2 separate regions of the Gossypium hirsutum genome follow, and region 1 is linked to region 2. The links are chromatin contacts, called in public Hi-C maps. All regions are on one chromosome and are shown on one strand. Each heading gives the region's core, a stretch centred on a gene start, on an enhancer-like site or on the middle of the called end of the contact. The rest is flanking DNA. Distances are from core to core; before and after follow the strand shown.

Evidence for each region. A called contact is a pair of places that touch in the nucleus more often than the background predicts.
Region 1: a contact with region 2 is called in a Hi-C map of leaf, with 2.5 times the contacts expected there. The contact joins the promoter of LOC107920116 here to the promoter of LOC107919625 in region 2. A contact is called at or near these places in 2 of 34 Hi-C or Micro-C datasets (both in leaf).

Annotation. Positions count from the first base shown.
Region 1 is chrD13:52,061,235-52,064,708 of Gossypium_hirsutum_v2.1, reverse strand. LOC107920116 (probable bifunctional methylthioribulose-1-phosphate dehydratase/enolase-phosphatase E1) reads left to right here and starts at 2,149. Exons shown (of 11, transcript XM_016849649.2): 1 at 2,149-2,350; 2 at 2,460-2,610; 3 at 3,112-3,231. The coding sequence starts at 2,506. It overlaps LOC107920119 (a long non-coding RNA gene), which reads right to left and starts at 2,126. Exons shown (of 3, transcript XR_005923008.1): 1 at 1,715-2,126; 2 at 689-1,412; 3 at 1-260.
Region 2 is chrD13:51,880,936-51,884,342 of Gossypium_hirsutum_v2.1, reverse strand. It overlaps LOC107919625 (agamous-like MADS-box protein AGL80), which reads left to right and starts at 1,431. Exons shown (of 1, transcript XM_016849049.2): 1 at 1,431-2,248. The coding sequence starts at 1,519. The coding sequence ends at 2,007.

The DNA of each region.
Region 1 (3,474 bases), core at 900-3,399, 180 kb before region 2:
TACATGACCTAACAAAAAACCTCTCCAACTAAATTGCACGCATAACTTGTTTCTCCTTTTGTCATAAATGTTGATGAAATTGTTGGAAGTTTCTCCTTTTGTCCACAATGTTGCCTGTGATCGATTGAAGAACGTTGCCTTCCTAAAAGTGATAGTTGTAGTTAGTGCATCCCTGTTGACAAAGCCTTGCATTAATATGGCTCCAGTGTCAACATTTTGACTTTGTCATCCCATTTGATATTGTCCAACAATGTATCAACCTAAAATTAAAAATTTTAGATATTTAGGTCCTTATAGATGTGCGGTTTTTCAAAATATATAGAAGTCTAAGAGAATATATATACAAAATCAATGAGATACCATACAAGAATAACAACTTCACTATAACCATGCGTCTACATAGTGCAAAGAACTACCATATTGTATTTTCACTAGTAATAAAATAAATTTCCACAATCAATATAATTTAAACAAATTAGAGATCTGATTTTTAAGAATAAAGAACTGAAATCAGAAAACCATAGAGACAGAGGACAAGGGGTTCGAAAGCAAAGGGGTTTTGCCAATCACCACTAAGCCCTCAATGGCTTAGTACCTCAACTCATAGTACCAGGCAACATTTGACTCCTTTCAGAGATGGTTACCATTAATCCTATATTTTATTTTCCAGATGTGCAACAGTTCATACCATAATGGATAAGATTGGGACCTCCCATAGTCCAGTTAATTCTTAAGCACTAGTCAAAACACATAGATGAAAATAGGGTTAGAGGAATACTAATAACATTATTAGCTGTTTCAGGAAATGCCGGGCTAACTTACCAGTAATAATATCAGCATCAAATGGGCATGAGGTGGGGCAAAGAAGCCTGGATTCATGGCTAAGGCAAAGCAAGTTATTAGTGCAAGACTGCTTAAACAAATTCGAAGTTCGATAATCCTTTTCTTCTATCTGACATCTCCATTCGTTAATAGCTAATAAATCTAGCTTGTCCTTATGTCTTCATTTGGGAAAGATATACTTTATTAGATAGTATTTTAACACTTCTTCTTCAAGGATAAGGGGTAAAGCCATATAAAATCCATGCTTGCAAACTATTTAATCAGCCAATGCCTTGATGGAGTAAAAGACAAGCAGATAATTACTAAAAACAGTTGGCTGCTTCATCAAGCAAATGCACATTAAAGAAAAAAGCACCTCGGATTCAATGCTGATATCGTTGGAAATTTTCCTCAACGAAGAAAAAACAACAGCATTTATCCTTTTCTTATTGTTGAATCCACCACAAACACCAGCAGGAAAGAAGCTACAAGCTTTGAAAGGAACTCTTACAGGTTGAATACAAGGGAGAGATGAAATCGCCACTGAAGCTTAAAATGTAAATCTCGGCTATGATTGCAGTTATGTCAAGCTGAAAATAAAAATGGTAAAACAATATTACTAACAAACTAAAAAAACCAGAAGAATGTCGTTAGTTTTAGTGAAAACGATGGTGAACCTCTGTAAAAAGATAAAACTTGATTTTTCATATATAGTTGCTCCCTTGTTTGAACCACAACAAGAAGGTAAACCTAGCTAAGGTTGAGATTGAATATAAAGCCACACAGTTTGTAGTTTATATTGCTTCAAGGGATGAGTCACATGGGAATGAATCAAAATTCAAATTTTTTTCAGAGAACAGAATGAGATGTAAAATGTTAGCAAATAAAAAACCTTTCTTGTATAAGGATGTCAGGCAATGGAGAAGCACCGACACGGATCTTCCCTCTCGTACTGGTGTCCTACGGAATACGAACTGTCAAGACATCGTTGTCCGAAAATGGACACGGATGACTGGCGGCCGGCGAGCGGATGAAGAAGAAGAAGTAGTCTGCTGATGAGTGATGAAGAAGAAGCAGTTGTGGCGGCTGAAAGGAAGGAAAAAGTTATGGAATCAGATCTGAGAAAAACTCACTTTTTTTTTGCAGTCTGTTGATGGTGTGGCCGGTCCTCTAGTTTTTTTTTGCAGTTACCTTCAGCAACAAAAGATTTGCTGGCAGCTTCTGTTTGAGGACATTACACCCAACCAAACGACGGAATAGGTGGGGCCCACGGAATAGGACTGTAATGGCAAACCCATTACACCCAACCAAACATCTAGTAAATTTATAACTATATAATACATTAACTTTTTTTTTTTTCGTTCTTAGGCAGACACTCATATTCCCTTTATTTTCTTCCCCATTTATCCCTTTTTTCCCTTCTCATTTACCGTCCTTACCTTACCTTTGCCTCTGTATTTCGTTCTCTGCAAAAAAAAACCCCAGCATCATCATCTTCATATAAGCGAATCGACTCCAAAGAAGACGGGTATGTTAAAAATCCCATAAATTATCACGATTAAATGTTAAAGTTCTTTTTATCTGTTTACTGAAGTTCTATTCTTGTATATGGGTTTTTTTTTTCCGTTCTGATTCAGGCCAAAGTAAAGTCCGGGAGTGTCCTTTTTTGACACGCTTCTAGTCATGTATGGATTATCAGGAGACTGGTCTATCATATCTTCACCTTCGCCAAAGCCATATCCTCATAAGCCTCCCAAGTGCTCCAATTGTGCTCCTCTTTTCATGAAGGCAACTATTATATCTGCTTTTCTGAAAACTATTATTTGGCATTGTTTAATCAAACCAGTAGTTTATTTTACCGAGTATTTTTTTTTTTGAAATTGTAATCTGGAATTTACTGAGGCGATAATGATCCTATTTTTGATGTTATAGCATTTGTTAGGATAGTATGCTCTTGTGATATGCTTTACTTTTAAACATAATATTCCTTTTCAGCATGACCTTTGATAAGTTTTTACGAGAAAACGAGTGCTTATAGTGTAAGTATCTCAGACATATGATCTGCGTGATGGTGGACCGGTTATCCACAGTCGTGGAATGGAATCATGTCTTGTAACTATGATAAATTCACTTTCAAAAGAGTTTCGCGTAATTTTTTCCCTGACCGAAATATTTTGCTAAAGTGAGCTTTCTGTCTTTCCCTTGCTTTTAATTTCCTTCTCCAGTGTCTTCTCTTTGTTCTTTCTCTTTCAGCGATTGATTTACTTATTCCCTTTTGGACATTTGCAGATCACTCATATGGAAATGATAAAAGGAATTCAGGGGCATGGTTACTATGACGAACTTGTAATCCCAATAATTGAGAACACAGCCTATGAAAATGATATCACGGATTCCCTTGCCAAAGCTGTATGTTTCTTTTGTGTTCATCTCGTCAATAGGAACTATGAGATTGACTTTCATGATGATCATAGATTTTCATGTGGCTGAAAAATATTAATGAGTATTCTATATCAACAAGCAGTATATGAGTCTATTTCCTGGTTGCACTTGATTCACCTTTGTTACTTCAATTCTTCATTTTCTTGAAGTATCCATGTCCAACATGGATTCAGACACCGTTATGGGTGTATTATGCTTCAAATATATAGA
Region 2 (3,407 bases), core at 182-2,681:
TCAGATATTATAAGGTTATTTTGGATGCAAAAATTACTATTCGTTTCAAATTTGGAGCAGATGCATATAAACTCCCTCATCAATCCATTATAGGAATCCACATTCCTATACTTGTAGATTTAGATTCAGATATCCACGAATATTTGATTTGAACCTACTAGTTACAAAATAAATGCTTCCAACAAAGTTTGAACACAAAAGTCATGTTTTAACTATCAATATTTACCTTAAACATTGGTTATACTTTACACAAATTAATAAATATAAATTATATTTTTTAAAATTAAATATAAAAATATTATAAAAAATCTCTTCTTTAACATATTATTCTCTAAAATCAAATTTAGTTTATCTTGCACTATATTCTTTTGCGTCACTAAATCTAACCAAATAATGAGATGGAATCATAAAAATCCCTATATTTTTGTTTATCCCCTTTATTTTTTGATCAATTCAATTAGTTAAATTACTTTAAACAAAAATAATAATAATTAATATTTATATAATTTAATAAATATTTTAATTAATATGAATTTACTTTATAGTGTGAGATATAATTATCGTTAATATACATACACACTTAACTTTATATAATATATCAATAGTTATATATAAGTAAATTACGAATAGTGAGTGGTTTTGTTTATTCCTAAACGCAACTTTGTTTCATCTTCCCCGATTGAAATCGAACCATCGACCCATTTTTATTTCTTCACATTCGACAAGACAAATTCGACACAACAGTCTTTTTGGTTCTTGGCTTCTTGAGTGCAACACTTTTCTTTTCCCAACTTATTTGATATAGCTTGAAAACGGGTTTAGTCTATTTTGAAAAAGTGGAATAAGGAAGTGTATGGGCATATTGCTACAAGGAAGCATTCACTCTCATAACCACCATGTATAAGAGCTAACGAAATACCATTTGTAGACAATACATTGAGATTCAATGGATCAACAAAGCACATAGGTTTGATAGTCTGGAAGCTTGAGGGTAACCCACGAGTCTTGATGCCCTTGTGGAGGCTACTTTTACCTAATAGCTTGTATCTCTTTGTAAATATTATTATTATTCTCTAAAATTCATATATAGAATTTGCGTTGTTTTTCAAATCCTCAGTATAAATTTGGTTTTTGGGTTCAGTATTGGGCTAAGCTTACTGATTTGGTTGCTCCAAACTTAGCTGTCTTAAATTTTATTTCGACCTTTATGACACAAATGGTATATATCATTAAAATATGAAATATATAACTGAAAACCAGAAATATTAACCCTAAACATACTTATGCATTTAATGTCTACATTAAAATTACACCTATTAAGGTAATGAATTTGGTATCATAACTGGAATTTGAACACCTATCTTCTCCTTTCCTTTTTAGGTCAACATTAATATGTGTTCAGCGAGGACAAGTGGGGCATCCCCTCTTCTCCACAAGCCTGTAATATCCATATATAAGCACACACAATGTGTGGGTAACATGCAATCAAATACATAGAAACTAAGCCTTCAATTCTCTATGTCTAGAAAGAAAATAAAGCTTGCCTACATTACCAATGATTCAGCAAGGAAAACTACCTACAAGAAAAGAACCAAGGGTCTAGTGAAGAAGGTGCATGAACTCACTACCCTTTGTGGGATTGAAGCTTGTGCTATTAACTCTGCTGATTTCGACTCCCAACCGGAGGTATGGCTGTCCCACGCGGGTGCCCGATGCTTGCTGTCCGAGTTCAAGAAGCTGCCCCTGTCGAAACAAAACAATAAGATGGTTAACCAAGAGAGTTTCCTTGAGCAAAGCTTAGCCAAAGCTACTCAACATCTTAGGAAACTGCGTAAGGAGAATCGACAGAAGGAGTTGAAAAATACCATGTTCCAAAGCCTGAACGGAAAAGGGATATTGCAGAGTTTGAATTCGATGGATTTGAATGAGCTGGGTCCGTTGGTTAAGCAAAACTTGAAGGATATTGACGATAGGGTTCGTGTGCTTACTAAAGCGTCTTGTTCCTAAGGATGTTATTGACAGTGCTCTCTGGTTTTAGTGCCGTCTTTGTCTTGGGATATATAGGATTATCAACTTCAATTTTTGCTTGTATTATGTCGACCAAATATTGAACTCGGTTACCCCTTGAATTTAATATGGTTCAATAAATTACATAGAATTCGAATATTTTATGTGGCTATTGTCTTTGTAATAATCGAAATATATCATTTCCCCCATTTCAGATTTCTATGGAGTCATTTTTTATGAAGGCTTATTTGCAGAAAAATAACATTTTTTTTTTGAACTAGAAAGAAAAAAAGCATATTAATGTTTGTTTTATGAGTTTAGATTAGTACTGAACTATTTGGTTTTCTGATACAAAGAGACCCATACTTCCTTTCCACCCAGAGTTTAAATACGCTTAAATCAACCTTCTCTTATTGTTATAATAAGAAAAATTTCACTTAAGTCAAAATTGAAGAAATTTAAAAAATAGTTTTGTTAATATATTGATAAAAAAACAAGATTTTTTTCTTTCCTTATGACTGAAGATTGTGATGGCTCTCGCTTGTCGAAAGCAGATCGAAATGCCAAAAAAAGTACGTTTTAAAGAAACCGAAGGGGAGGAAGGTATCGATATGGTCGTTGACCTATCCCCTGAACCAACACTTTCTTGGAAGGACAGACTTCTAGGTAAGGGATCTCTTGAGCGTAACAATGTTTCTACTGATTCATATAGGGTGTTTAAGGAGGATTTTAACCTCTTAGATAGAGACATTACGAGATCCATGGTTAATGGAGTCCTGTCGATTGTGTTCTCTGACTGAGTTCAACAGCTTTTGGTTAAGGAGATGGCTACCAAGGTGGTTGTTAAGCTTTTGGGGAGAAATATTGGCTGCACCAACCTACACAACAAGATTTAAAATTTGTGGTGACCGTCCATGCCATTTAAACTTATGGATGTTGAACATGGTTGCATTTTAGTGAAATTCTAAAGTAACGATGACATTGATAAAGTTCTTACCAATGGCCGTGGGTCGTATTCGAACAATACTTAATTGTCCAGCCGTGGACACCGGACTTTAGTCCCTCGCAACCGTTTCCAAATGTTGTCATTACATGGATTAGACTACTTGGTTTATCGGGGTTCCTGTGTAAGAGGAAGATCTTAGAAGAGATTGGTGGTTTAATTGATCAAGTGACAAAGCCAGATTACAACATAGACAGTAGATCGAGGGGGCGATTTTCTCGAATGGCGATTTTCCTGAACCTTGACAAACCTCTGCTTCCGCATATTCTGGTAAATGGAACAATACAATGAGTTGAATATGAGGCCTTATCTTTGATTTGTTTTGGTTTCGACAGGTATGGTCACCCGAAGGCCCTGTGCCCTCACTCGGAGAGTTTGGGGGTTCAACTAATGGAGA